Regions from separate parts of the Mus musculus genome. Here region 2 is linked to region 1. The links are chromatin contacts, called in public HiChIP or PLAC-seq maps. All regions are on one chromosome and are shown on one strand. The core of a region is the stretch at or near the end of the contact, and the rest is flanking DNA. Distances in the headings are between cores, read along the strand shown.

Region 1 (6,515 bases), core at 174-2,673:
CTTTACTGTTGTGATATTCGTCTAAGGACTATGTGCTGTTAAGAGTAGAAGAGCAGAGAGCCTTAGGTCCTGCCTTCCACTCAGGAGCCTTTCGGTCACTGGCCAGATGAGATCTGGGTAGTGATGCATTTTTAGCTCTTTACCAATACTTGTCATAGTTTTGCTTTGACCCTGCACCTTTAAGTGGTAGCTCTGAAGGATTTCCTGGAATGCACTTGTGTCTATATTTCAGGGTCGGGGTTGGGGCGAGGGGCGGGGGCACACTACTTTTCTGATTACTCTCACGAGTGCACAGTTGGCTAGCTTAAAATGGCACACCTGGAGGTGAGTCTGCTGGTGACTTGTCTGTGTGGCTTATTTCCTACTGGAGGCTCTGAGGAAAGGTTTGATTCTTGCCTCTCTTTCATCTTCCATGGTTCCTGGATCTTTGGCCTCAGCCTTCAAGTACTCACAGAGCATCACTGTTATCTAGCTCTGTCTTCCTAGTGCCTTCTTCACTGCCCATCCATATAAGAACATTTGACATTGGATTTAGACCCCACCAGGATCCAGGACCATCTCCTTTTGAGATATTTACCTCTATCTTCCAAAAACCCTCTCCAGATACAGTGACTCTCCAGATACAGTGACTGTCACACATTTCCTGCTGACAAGCCTTTTTGGCCCCATTCAACTCGTCACAAGGGTCAAGAATAACAGAACAAACAAGATGTGACTAATTGCACGTTGTAAGGAGTGAGCAAAAAATGCTTACAAAGGTATAGAGTGGCTTCAAATCCTTACTACTTAAGAGTTCAATATGCAATTATTGACTGAATAACTGAAGAAAGTGTGCCTCGCATAGTGGTGCATAGTGTGTTTTCTTCCTCTGGCTTAAAATTTTTGTCTTCCTTCTCCATTTCTTCCACCTTATTTATTCAGCGTGCTCTGAGGTCCTACTGTGTGCTGGGTTTTTAATTCTAGATATGGAGGGCACTGTAGAGAGTAGGCAAAAAGTTTGATTTTTCTAATACGTTTGTGGTTTAACCTTTGTAAGTGTTACATTGTTACAGTTATGTGTCAATTTGACTGAACTTCAGAGCTTTTTTTCTTTTTCTTTTTTGAGTGTTTCTAAGTTAGTATTTCTAGATGAGAGCCGTGGGTTATTTGGCAGACTTAGTCAAGCAGCTTATCCTCTCTAATGTGGCTAACACTTCTCCAGTCAGTTGAAGAGATGACCTGGACAGAAAAGGGAGGGAGGAAAAAAAATTCTAGCTTTGAATAGGATGATCAGCCTTTGGGGGCTTTGTTTGGTTTTTATGTTCCCATTCATAGTGTATCAATGACACTTCCTGGGATCTTGGGCCAGCCAGCCCTGGACTGGAACCACAATATCCACTCTTCTGTATTTTGGAATTCAGATATGGATCAGAACTAAATCACAGACTCTTCCAAGTTTTCAACTGCTGACTCATCTTGTAAATCCTGGGACTTTCCTGAGTCTGTGGTAATGTCACATGTGCTGATTCCTTATAACTTCTCTCTCTCTCTCTCTCTCTCTCTCTCTCTCTCTCTCTCTCTCCCCCCCCTCTCTCTCATGTGCTATCTCACTATAGAACCTTGATAAACAAAACAATATGACCATCTTTATCTCCATTTGAATGTGACATGGCTTCTTCAGACATCAGCTGTTTTTATCTGCAGAACAGTGCTCTGACTTAGGCAGAGCAAGCACTCTGAGAAGCCTCACTCACAGAGGAGGAAACTGAGGTCCAAGATGGATTCTCTGTATCTGTGATTCCATGGCCCAACTGTCCAGAAGCAGAACACCCTCAACTCCAAAGCCAAGGCCCTACAGGAAGCCAGGTGAGAAAATGGGGCTGATCCAGGTCTCTGAGCCTCTCCTCAAAAAGTCAGAGCTGTGATTAGATCAGGTTTGTGTTTGTTTGTCATTTGTTTGCTTCTTTTGAAGGCAGAGTAGAAGAACAGTTACTCTCACTGTTTGTTGTTATATATAATCACTGGCCATCAATTTAGAAACCTCTTGAGATTCCCCTGGGAAGAAATAAGAGACTGATAATGTGGGCTTAGGCAAATCTTGTAATAACAATACATACCAAGGTCTAATAGAAAATCTCTGCCTAGACTTAAAAGACGAAAAGCACTTACCAATACTCTAGATGAGTCATGGCCAATTTGGGTTTGAAGCAATTTGAGAAGTTATTCCTTTTGGTTCTTTCTTTTTACGGTAAGAACACTAAGGTCCCGGGAGGATCTCTGGCTTGTCAGTGTGTACATCTTGAGAGGAAGACGCTGTCTGCTTAGATACCTCGACAGTCAATGATTGTCTACGATGCACACTGATGCTGTTGACTTGGATGCAGACTGTTTCCTCTAAAAGTCCCTTTCCTCCATGCTCTGACCTCATGGAATGTCACTTCGGGATATCCCATGTTCATGGATGCCGTCTGAGATGTATGTGGCTGCTCACAACCCTGCAATTGTAAGGCTTGAGCCTCAGAAGCCCTGGGTCTCAGTCCCAGTTCCTTCTTACTAACAAGGGAAATATGACCACATGGCTTGCTCTTCAGGCTCTGGTTTCTTGTCATCATAGAGGCCTGAACACAGTATTTATGACTCAGATTTTCTCATGAGGACTATGAGATGAAGCAGGCAGCACAGTGTGGGCACTGTGAGTGCTCAGTAGACCACCCCCAAAAATTGAGGGGCAAGCCCAGTAGTAAAGGGGACCCAGAGCACACTGTCTTCAAGGCTAAGTTGATGCCAGTTCTGTTGGTTCATGAAGCTAACAGTGAACCAACCACTCCTGTATGCTGCAGTAGTGGCAACTGTCCCTGATGCTATAGAAAGTCCTTTTCTTCTCTGATCCAAGCTTTTCCATCTATAAAATGGGCACAGTCAGAACTCCTACTGTGCAGGAGCTGATGGCATTGGTTGGCAAGCCAAGCAAAGGAAATGACTATTCAACCACTTATATCTGCTCACTTACTAAAGAAAAGCTAAGACATAGTTAGTAGAGTTCAATATATATATATATATATATAAGTATGATGAGATTATCATTTTAATTACCATTGTCATCAAGTTTTCTGGGATAGGTGAAGCTCTTGGATGACAAAGACTTTCACAAACATAACTGATCAAACATATCAGAGGAGTCAGACATGGGAGCACCTGCCTGTAGTCCCAGCATCTGGGAGGCAGATGCAGCTGTGAGTTTGAGCCGCCTGGTCTACCTACTGGGTTCTAGGCTAGCCTTGGCTACAAAATAAGACATTAGTTTTCTGTTTTGTTTTGTTTTTAAACAAACAAACAACAATCTACACAACAAAACATTCACCATGTCTGGAATCAAAGTGGAAAACAGCATAAATAAAATGTGGAGAGTTGATTGTACCATCCCCTTGGATAAGCATCTTCAGTGGCTTTAAGAACGAGATCTTGTTTCCCATAAGGCAGGGTTGAATTCTATGTATCCCAGAGTGACCCCAAATTCTTGACCTTCTTGCCTCACCCCCCACCCCCACCCCTGACCCACATGTTCTCAGAGTTCAGGCATGAGCCACGTCTGCTTAGTTCTGGCCTCTACTTGGAACACCTTTGAGGTTCTTCTTTCCATCAGGACTCCTCACTCCACCCCATCACTTAGCCTTTCCACCCATCTCACATCTCCACTCTGATACGAGGGATGCTGGCACATACCGCCCACATCTATAGAGAAGATGAATGCCCATTTCACCAAGCTCTGTGAGCCCAGACTAAGGGCTCTCAGCTCCTTGTTCAAGAGGCCATCTTCAAACTATACTCTCCTGAGAGCCTTGTGGCAGAATTTAAAGTCTATGGACTGACCTTAGTCTTGGTCTTCCCCTGTATGCTAGTTTTGCACATTAGGGATCCCTCAGGAAGGAACCTTGGTTGTTCTTCTGTAGGAAGAACACAGCACATGGGTGTTGGAAACACGTACTTCCTCCATGTTATCTTCTTTTGTGAGGATAGAAACTCTTTCTGGACACGCTTCCAGTTTTGACTATGGAACAACCATGTTCCATCGGGGGAAGGTGTTCACTGCAATTGGCAGCAATGTTAGTGACAGTTGAGCTTACAATGGGGACTGGTGACTATGGATGAGAGCTGTCTTGAGTGTTTCATGTATATGTTTCTGACATAGCCAGTGCTACTTTTTTGATGTTAGTAATGGCTTTCAGATGAGGAGATGGAGGTACGGTAAGGAGAGTTCTACAACTTGAATAAAGCTATACAATTGGGGAGCAGAGAATCATGGAATTTTTATTTCAGATTCCCTTGACACCAGTAATCAGGACCCACTTTCTATCACTTAGTAAACTGGAGACTCTGGTGAGCAGTAAAGGACCACTGTGGCCACAATAAGCTACTGCGTTCACAGCCTACGGCTCAAAATCTGGATCTTTAGGCAGACTGTGGTGCTGCCATTAGAAGCAATAATACAACCTCTGCACCTTTGGAAGGTGGATGAACACCCTTGTGACTCTGTGTCCACTGTCTAAGGGTGAACTCCAGCATAGCCTGATCTCATAAGAAAGCAGCCAGAGACCAAGTGAGATTATCCTGCACTGAAGAAAATGGTAATTATAGTCAAACCACTAATTATTTTTAAAGTTCACCAGTTACGGTTTGTGTAATGGCCATTAATAATAATATCCATGACTGAACTACTGCATTAGGCTTTCCTTCTTCCTCACCCTCCTCTTCCTCCTCCTCCTCTTCTTCCTCCTCCTCTTCTTCTTCCTCCTCCTCTTCTTTTCAATACTGGGTTTTATATATGATAAACAAGGGCTTCTCTACCATTGAACTACATCCACAGCCCGCTTTTAAACCTTTTTTTTTTTTTTTTTTTTTTTTGCCAGTTTGTCCAGGTTACCCCTGAACTCACTCTGTAATCCAAGGTCATGTTAAACATGCCACCCTCCTATGTTCCCCTCCCAAGTAGCTGTGATAACAGACCTCTGTCACCAGAGCCGGCTTATTAGACAACTTTTAAATGTTGTTTACTCTTTGCAGTGAGAAAATGTTTATTATTTTCTTGGATTTAAAAATAAGGAAGCAGGTTTTGTTATTATGTGATTGTTGTCATAAAACTCGGAGACTGAGTTTGCTTAATGATTCTCATAATGGGATGAAACTGAAGCTCAGAGAGGCCAAGAAATAGGCTCCAGTTTGCACAGCAAATTAAAAGTAGAGCTAGGACTCTGAGCTATTAAGAACCTGGCCCAGTGTCAGTAAGCACAGTGAACCAGAGGCGGAGCTAAGAGTCAAACCACATTCTAAATTATTTTTTGTAAAAGCATGATAGATTGTTTCACAACTTTTTACATATATATGTACATATACATATACATATATATATATATATATATATATATATATATGCTTTAGAGAGGTAATAGACTTGATTATACCCCATATTATTCTTTCATATCCTTACCCCTTTCTGGCAAACCTCTCCTTCCCAACAAATACCCCTCCTCCTTTTATGTCTTTTTCTTCTGTGGACCACAGCATTTAATTAATTAGTATTTCTGTATGAGCATAAGTGAGGTAATTTACTTGAGCAAGGGCAGCAGCTACCAGTGGCTACAACCACTTGTTCAGACTTTTGCTGTGGTTCTCAAACCCATAACTGATGTGAATGTTGTCCCCATTTTGCAGTGGGAAAGTAGAGGTAAGTAGGGGAGAAATTGTTTATTTAATACCGAGCCTGGTTTCCTGTTCATTTGAGAGCTCATAATGTTTAATGTCTTCAGAGAAGGGTTTTTAGAACCAGCTCTAAATAGTGGTGGGATAGTGGTGGGAGCTGGTGGGCTTTGATTAAGTGATAATAGCCTTTATCTGTATCAGTGTGGGAACTTAGCTGCATCCAGCCTTGGGTACAGACCTGGTCCTTGTCTATCAGAGCTCTGTCGTGTGTAGCCAGGTGCTTCAACCACAGTATGTGTCAAAACACTGATGACACACCACCCTTTCACTAATGTGCCTTAGCCCCTGCAGGAAAGAAAGGCTCCCTCCTGAAGGGGCTCTCCAGAATGAATGCAGTTACCAGAGATGCTTGGAGTACAGGGGACTGACTGACTCATGCTGAGCTGTCCCCCATCCCTGGGAGGCAGCCCAGGAGCCGCCCACCTCTCCCACACACCACCCTCTTGGCCCAGACTTCTAGTTGCAGCATTTGGATGGATGGTAGAGTTACTCCCTGCCTTTGGCTTCTGCCGGGATCAGGAAGAGGGCTTTGTTCGTTCTCTCTCTCTCTCTCTCTCTCTCTCTCTCTCTCTCTCTCTCTCTCTCTCCCCCTCTCTCTCTCTCTCCCTCTGTCTCTCTCTGACTCTGTCTCTGTCTCTGTCTCTGTCTCTGTCTCTCTCTCTCTCTCTCTCTCTCTCTCCTTCTCTCCTTCTCTCCCTCTCTCCCTCTCTCTCCCTCTCTCTCTCCTGTCTCCTTTAGTGGCTGAGTGGCTGATGGATGCAACCAGAGCTGAAAATTTC
Region 2 (7,435 bases), core at 644-3,143, 170 kb after region 1:
TTCTCTCTTCCATCTCTTGTATTCTGTTGCTGATGCTCGCATCTATGGTTCCTGATTTCTTTCCTAGGATTTCTATCTCCAGAGTTGTCTCACTTTGGGTTTTCTTTATTGTTTCTACTTTCCTTTTTAGGTCTTAGATAGTTTTGTTCAATTCCATCACCTGTTTTGTTGTGTTTTCCTATAATTCTTTAAGGGATTTTTTTTGTTTCTTCTTTAAGGGCTTCTACCTGTTTAGCAGTGTTCTCTTGTAATTCTTTAAGTGAGTTATCAATACCCTTCTTAAAGTCCTCTACCTGCATCATGAGATAGGATTTTTAAATCTGAATCTTGGTTTTTGGATGTGTTGGGGTATCCACGACTGGCTGAGGTGGGAGTGCTGGGTTCTGATGATGGTGAGCGGTCTTGGTTTCTGTTAATAAGATTCTTACGTTTGCCTTTCTGGTAATCTCTGGATTTAGTTGTTATAGTTGTCTCTGGCTGGAGCTTGTTCCTGCTGTGATTCTGTTAGCCTCTGTCAGCAGTCTTGGTAGTCTAGCTCTCTCCTGAGTCTCAGTGGTCAGTGTGCTCTCTGCAGGCAAGCTCTCCTCTTGCAGGGAAGGTGCACAGAGGTCTGGCGTTCAGACCTGCCTCCTGACTGAAGATGAAGGCCTGAAACAGGGCCTGTCCCAGAAGATGTGTTGCCTCTGCAGTGTGCACACTCACCTGCACAGACTGGTCTGTGAGGTACCCAGGACACAAGATGGCTCCCTCACCTGCTCTGGTGGTCAGAGCCCTTCCAGGCGGCCACTTCCCTGGTGGGGAAGGTGCCCCGGTGTCTGGAGCCCAGGGGTCTGTCCCAGAAGCTGTGTGGCTTCTGCAGTCTGCACTCTCACCTGTGCAGACTGGTCTCTGAGGGACCTGGGACACAAGATGGCTCCCTCCTTTTTTTTTTTTTAATTGATCCTTTTACTAAATCTTTATATAGTTTTACTGCAAGGTTTTTTATTTTGGCAGTGGCATTAAACCTATGTCAGACAAATGTGTACTTCTGAGCTAGATTAATTGATAATTTTGGCAACTATCTGCCCACTCAGGTTGCATCTTTTGTTTGTTTATGATGGCATTTGTTGTATAGAAATTTTCAGTTTTCTCTGGAAAATGGGACCTAAGCCAGTAGTGAGAGAGGAAGAGAGAACAGGAAGGGGATCATGAAATCTACAGAAGAGTTGGTTTACTGATGCTTCCTGTGACTTTGCCACAAGCAGGGCAGGCTGGCTAACCCTTCTATGACACTCAGCTCTGCTTCTAGGCATGGCAAGATCTCTACAGTGTTTTCTGAAAGTGGAGTTTCCCACAGCCTCTGCCTGTGGGGTTGGATGACATGACATGTGTAGGTTAAACACTAGCCAAAAGCCAGCTTTCCCTGTATCCCAGTACATTCAATTATATCCATTTTCTCCTGTATTGTGTGTTTCCAAGGGGCATGGTTAAAGTTTCATTTTATATAAGTAAAGATGCTGACATTAGATGTTATATTATTACTTTCCAGCTTTCTTGTTTTGCTCTCAGTATCCAGAGTTATTTAACAATTTCTACTGCTCAGTTAAGTTTTAAAACAAACAATCTCGTAAAAATGGTGGCAGAGAAAGGAGTCTAAACATATCTCTCATCTATTGTGTCGCAACCATATTAGCCCTGTAACCATGAGACAAGTCAGTGAACCCTGCAAACCTTGGCTTCTCAACCAGAATGGGTTAATTATATTCACCTTGGGGAGGAGGCAAGGAATGAAAGAAGTGATGTTCATAGGAGGTTAACTCACTTCACATTTTTTTTCTCTCCCTTCCTGGCAGAAAGGAACTGGAGTTTCTGTGCATGCCTTGACCAACTTCCTGTTTAGATCTGATAATAGTACGAATCCCCAAATTGCCTGTTAGACACCACAAAAAGATACTACTGTAGCATGTCCTTCAGGGTAGCCACTGTATTAGCTCTTGTCTCATTGCTGTAACACAATGCCTGACAAAAAGCCACTTAAGGGAGGCCTTTTAAGCTCATGGCAGGGAATGTATGGCAGCAGACACAAGAGACAGTTGGTCACACTGCATCCCCATCAGGTACCAGTCAGTGGAAGGAGGAGGTGATACTTTCTCAGCTGGCTTTCTCTCTTTCCCCTTTTGATTCAGTTGGAAACCCCACCCTGTTGGGTGTTAACATCCACATTCAGGGTTGATCTTCCCTCCTCTGTTAAACCTTTCTGGAAACAGCTTCAAGGACATTCTTAGAGATGTCTCCTAGATGATTCTAAACCCAATCACCTCAAATTAACACTGAAGATTAATCATCATAACTACCACCAGGAAAGGTGAAGGAAATAAAGGTGGAAGAAAGGGAAGGAGAGGAGGCAGGTGGGAGGGAAGGATGGAGGGAGGAAAGATGGAAAGGAAGGATGGGGAAAGAAGAGGAAATGAAAGAAGACAGAATAACAAGTCCTGGTAAAAGTTGGAGTTCTTGTGCATTAATGTAGGGAATATGAAATGGTTCTGACTTCTGTACAAAACAGCATGAAGAGCATTGGGGAAAAAATAGGATTACCATGCATGATCCAGCAACTCCACTTCACAACACAACTGTTGTCTTTCTCAGACTCACCCTGTCCCTGTAAGTTTGGGAAATACACTTCTGGATCATATCGAACCAACCTTTTTCTAGCTGATAAATATGTTGAGAACTTGTCTGGTACTGATGACCGCTACTGAATAACTACTGTGTGCTTGAAACTTCTGGTTTATTTTTTATTTACTTCTTACCACAGCCCCATGACTTGTGGACCATTTTCACCTTGAAGAAACTGAGGCAGGCACATAGATGCTAAGTCAACACCATGTAAGCCTCTTATAGAAATCACACAGCTAGTGAGGAACAAAGTTAGAATTCAATCCCCTGCTTTGAAACTCCCAAACTGATCTGTTCTTTGCTCTTGGTCATGAGGATATCCTTTGTTAGGCTTGGAAGAATCTGTAAGAACACCCATAGTGAAATCTCTAGGGTAAATGGAAACAGGGTGTGAAAGACTCTTGTGTTGCTAAATACTGAGTCTTTGAGTTCTGGAATTTCACCACCTCACATTGTTGGAAATTGCAAAGGTGGGTGATTCTCCAGGACAGCCGGCTCACCGTGTGCAGTGCCTCTGTGGAGATAACTCAGCCCATACAGAGTTCAAAAGAAAAGTCTTCCTCAAAGACCTATGGCTGAAAGCATGAGGGTTTATTTATGAAGAACTTCTTTATAATTTTTAAAAATATCATTTGTAGGTTTGTATACCAAAGGTCAAACAAATGTATACTTTAGGGATCAGTAGTCAAGGGAAACTTCTGCAGTTTTTTTGGCAAGGTTGTGGTTGAGACTGACTTTCACAAAGACAGTTCAAGGGAGTGCAATGGCAAAATCAAAGGGAGATTTTACACACGACATGCTTGGTTTATGCCATTTATTTAGTTAAGGGAGTGAAGTGGATTCCATGGCTGGCTGAAAAAGCAATGCTCCTTGGAGCCAGTTCTCCCAGAGCTGCCTTTATCTGCTTCGTGTCTTCCTTTACTAACCTCAAACCTCTTATTTAGGCCCTATCACAATGGTAGCAACTTGAACTTCAACAGCTCTTTCTGCTTGATGAAACCCTTTCACAGGCTGGAGAGATGACTCAATGGGTAATATGTTTGCTCTGGGTGCTGGCTGGTTGTGCTGTTTTGTATTTGTAAACTTGACATAATCTAGAGTCATCTGGAATGAGGAATATTTAGTTGAGGGATTGCCTCCATCAGATTGGGCTGCAGACAAGTCTATGGGGAAACTCCTGGGTAGTTGGTTCTGGGGTCTATATGAAAGTAGGCTGAGCAAGACGTGGAGAACAAGACAGAGAGCAGCATCTTTTATTAGCTCTACTTCAGTTTCTGCCTCCAGGGCCTTGCTTTAGAGTTTCTGCCCTGACTGCCCTCAATGATGGACCATGACTGGGATAGTTAAGCCAAATAAACCTTTCTTCTTCAGATTGGTTTAGTCAGACTGATGGTTTGAATATACTTTGCCCAGAGAGTGGCACTATTAGGAGGTATGGCCTTGTTGGAGTAGATGTGGCCTTGTTGGAGGAACTGTATCACTGTGAACATGGGATTTAGGACCCTTGTCCTAGCTGCCTGGAAGTCAGTCTTCTCCTGTTTGCCTTTGGATCGAGAGGTAGAACTCTCAGATTCTCATGTATCACACCTGCCTGGGCTCTGCCATGCCCCTGCATTGATGATAATGTACTGAATCTCTGAACCTGTAATCCAGCCCTATTAAATGTCTTTATAAGAGTTGCCTTGATCATATTGTCTCTTCACAGCTAAGATAATTAGTGTTTGATCACATTGGAGAAATGTAACTAAGACACTGCACTATCATGGGGACTAGAGTTTGAATCCCCAGTACCCAAACAAGTATGCCAGCTACCTGTAATCCCAGTTCTTGGGCAAGCTGGCTAGCTTGAGTAGCTGGAATTGCCAGGCTCAGTAAAGCTAGAGACCCTATCTCAACCAATAAAGTGGAAAACAATCAAGGAAGACTTCTGACGTCAACTCTGGGCTTCTGGACATAATTCATGCAATTATGTAATGTAGTGTTCCCCTTATGTGTGTACCATACATATGTGTGATAACTAATCTTATCAAAATGGCCAGATCTAGAATCAACTAAAACCCTGGCAGTTGGACACAATTATGAGGGATTTTTTTCGATTAAGTCATCTGAAGTGGAAGACTCACCCTAAATCTGGATCTTCAGAGATTGGAAGACCCACCCCAAATTCAGGTTATGTGAGTATAAAAGTAACTTTTATTCACCTGATGTAATTGTCATCTCCAAGACTTACTGCTTCAGTCTGATAACTTAGGCCTAGTCTGGAAGCTTCTATCCTCCATATGATCTAGGCCTCGAATGCTTTCAGCCTCTGAGACTTGCTGCTGTATAAACTTACCCTTTCTAACTCTTTCTGATTGATCTCTGGCTCAGAAGGTCTGGCTCAAACTCTTCTCCAAGCTGACTGATTCAAACTGGATTCTCTCTCAGTCTCAAACTTTGGCTCTGTTTGACCTCATATTAACTTTAGCAGTATGTTCTAATCATCTGGCTCTTTCTCATTCTCTGGTTCACTGTGACTTCACGTGGGTCTAGCTTGTCCTCTCTTCAGTCTGTCTCTGTAAAACTGTCCTGGTAAAACTGCTTTCCTCCTTTCTTTTCTCTACGCTGCCCTCTCTTTAGTCGTTTCCCTTTCCTTTCTCTTCTCATGGGAACTGGTCATATTCTATCTCTGATTCATTCTGTCAAATCTTTCTCCGATTCATCACTTTGTCACTCAATTAGACATTACTTTCAAACATGGGTACTTCCTTCTACAAACTAAACTTACCTTCATTGTTTGGGATTAAAGGTGTATACTAGTCACCTCTATATTTCCACCATAGGGATTAAATGTGTATGAAAAGGCTGAAAACTAGAAACAGTTTTTTTTCAGTAAATAACACAATCTTGGGTTTCATGGTGTTACCAAATATCCTGCAACAGTGAGGTTTGAAGACCTACCCTAAATATGAACCACACCTGGTGACAGCACCAGGATATTGAAGAAGGAAACTTTTGTTTCTTGCTCCTTGCCCTCACTCTTGCTGGCAAGTTTATCTTGTTTCTGAGGTATGCCTTTGCTACCTTCTTCTTCAAGACTCCAACATAGACTTAAGACCAACTGAGACATTAGTGGGACAATCATACGATTCTTTGCTTTTTTGATGGTAGATAGTCACTGCTGGACTTGCTGGTCCAGAGACAGGGAAAGAGAGAGAAAGGAAGAGAAAGAGGATATAGATAGATACAGATGATATAGATATAGATGATATAGATATAGATATAAATTAGTTCTATCAGTTCTGTACCACTAGAGAACCCTGACTAATACAACATGCGACCCCCCCCCCCACACACACACATGTAGGCATAACTATACAGCACCAATAGAACATGTTCACATGCATGCACACATGTAGACATACCATATTGGGCATGGTTGCTCTCACCTTTAATCCTAACACTCAGGAGGTAGGTGGGTAGATCTCTGTGAGTTTAAAGACAGTCTAGTCTCTGAAGTGAGTGCCAGGACAGCCAGAGATACATACTGTCTCAAAAATAAACATAAACAAACAAAAAAGAAACAACAAAAAAACCAAAACAAAAAACATACAGCAAATCTCTGGAGACATTACTATTATTTCAACATAGCATTTTTCAAGGACAATGAAAAATAAGGAATGTTAAAAATGGTTTGTACATTATAGCAGTACATGTCTGACAATGGTTGTCATTAATCTAAACCAGTCACTTGGTGATGCTGAGCAAGTAACCTGTGATGGACAATGGAGCAGCTGTTTGAAAAGAATATGACAAATTGTATCTACTTTACATGTCTGCAGATCCTAAAGATTAATATCGGTAAGTCGGTGGGGGAACTTTTGTCGTTACTAGGGCCAGTTGTCACATCAAGTGCTGGGAAAGTAAATCTACCCCTTTACCACACAGTTGGTTATTTTTGATATTTAGTTTCAAATGCTTTTTAAAAGTCTTGAGTGAGCACCTTCAAAAATATATTGTCAAATCTGATACACTCAGACCTCTCCTGCTAATCTGGGGACTCACATCATGTGGTTTCTGGTATTCTTCTCATTACAATGTGGACACCTCTTATTTGTATCCATGGGGCACTGCACTCATGTTCCTTTTACTTTACTGAGCCCAAGGCCAAGGTTGTAGGTCAAGGGTGTCGTGTAGAAGCTGACCCAATTCTAGTTAGGTGATTAGAGGTTAGACAAGACTGTGCTGGTTGAGCCTCAGTTTCCTCATTTGTAAACATAATATGCACCACCCTGGGCTGACGTGAGGAGTACATGAAAGAGTGTCACATAGAATAACCTATAGAAGTGAGGAGTACATGAAAGAGTGTCACATGGTATAATCTATAGAAGCTGCTCAGATGTAGTAGCTGCCTTTGGCTTTTCATTAGTCTACCTTGTGCTCAAAACTGGATAGGGATGTGCTCCTTTCTCTTCTGAATTTTAGGTGTCCTTTATAGCTTCCTGCTAAACGGCTGACCCTTGGCATCACGAGGTGACTTCCCATATATATATACATGGGACACTGCAAAGTTCTGTTGCTAGATCCCTGTAGGAAGTACTTCCATTCTCCTGAGTCTAATCCATGGTGCCTTGAACTAGGCACTAGAGGGAAGGATTACCAAGGATCAAACACTAATGAGACCACTGATTCAGAAGGTTGGATAATAAGGAAGAAACAGGTGGAGGTAGCGTTTTCAGTCACCAAGGAAACAAGTGAAGAGAGTGGCTAGCCAAACAGAGCCTTATTTCCACTCTTGGTA

What was found. HiChIP or PLAC-seq counts read pairs in DNA pulled down with a chosen protein or histone mark.
Region 2: a contact with region 1 is called in a BATF HiChIP or PLAC-seq map of CD8 T cells, with 16 read pairs. The contact joins two enhancer-like sites. A contact is called at or near these places in 1 of 15 datasets of contacts at CTCF or cohesin (the NIH/3T3 cell line), 1 of 484 Hi-C or Micro-C datasets (nephron progenitors) and 3 of 115 datasets of contacts at active chromatin or transcription factors (CD8 T cells, effector CD8 T cells and memory CD8 T cells).

Annotation. Positions count from the first base shown.
Region 1 is chr4:95,099,463-95,105,977 of GRCm38.p6, forward strand. The region is part of intron 1 of Junos (a long non-coding RNA gene); the gene reads left to right. Among named protein-coding and RNA genes, the nearest start is that of Junos, 50 kb to the left of the region's middle. Within about 2 kb of position 1,424, at least 51 of the 459 cell types and tissues checked have an H3K27ac peak or open chromatin away from gene starts, as enhancers often do. A contact at or near this core is called in CD8 T cells, where this site is marked.
Region 2 is chr4:95,268,723-95,276,157 of GRCm38.p6, forward strand. No RefSeq gene overlaps it. Among named protein-coding and RNA genes, the nearest start is that of Gm32240, 64 kb to the left of the region's middle. Within about 2 kb of position 1,894, at least 35 of the 459 cell types and tissues checked have an H3K27ac peak or open chromatin away from gene starts, as enhancers often do. A contact at or near this core is called in CD8 T cells, where this site is marked.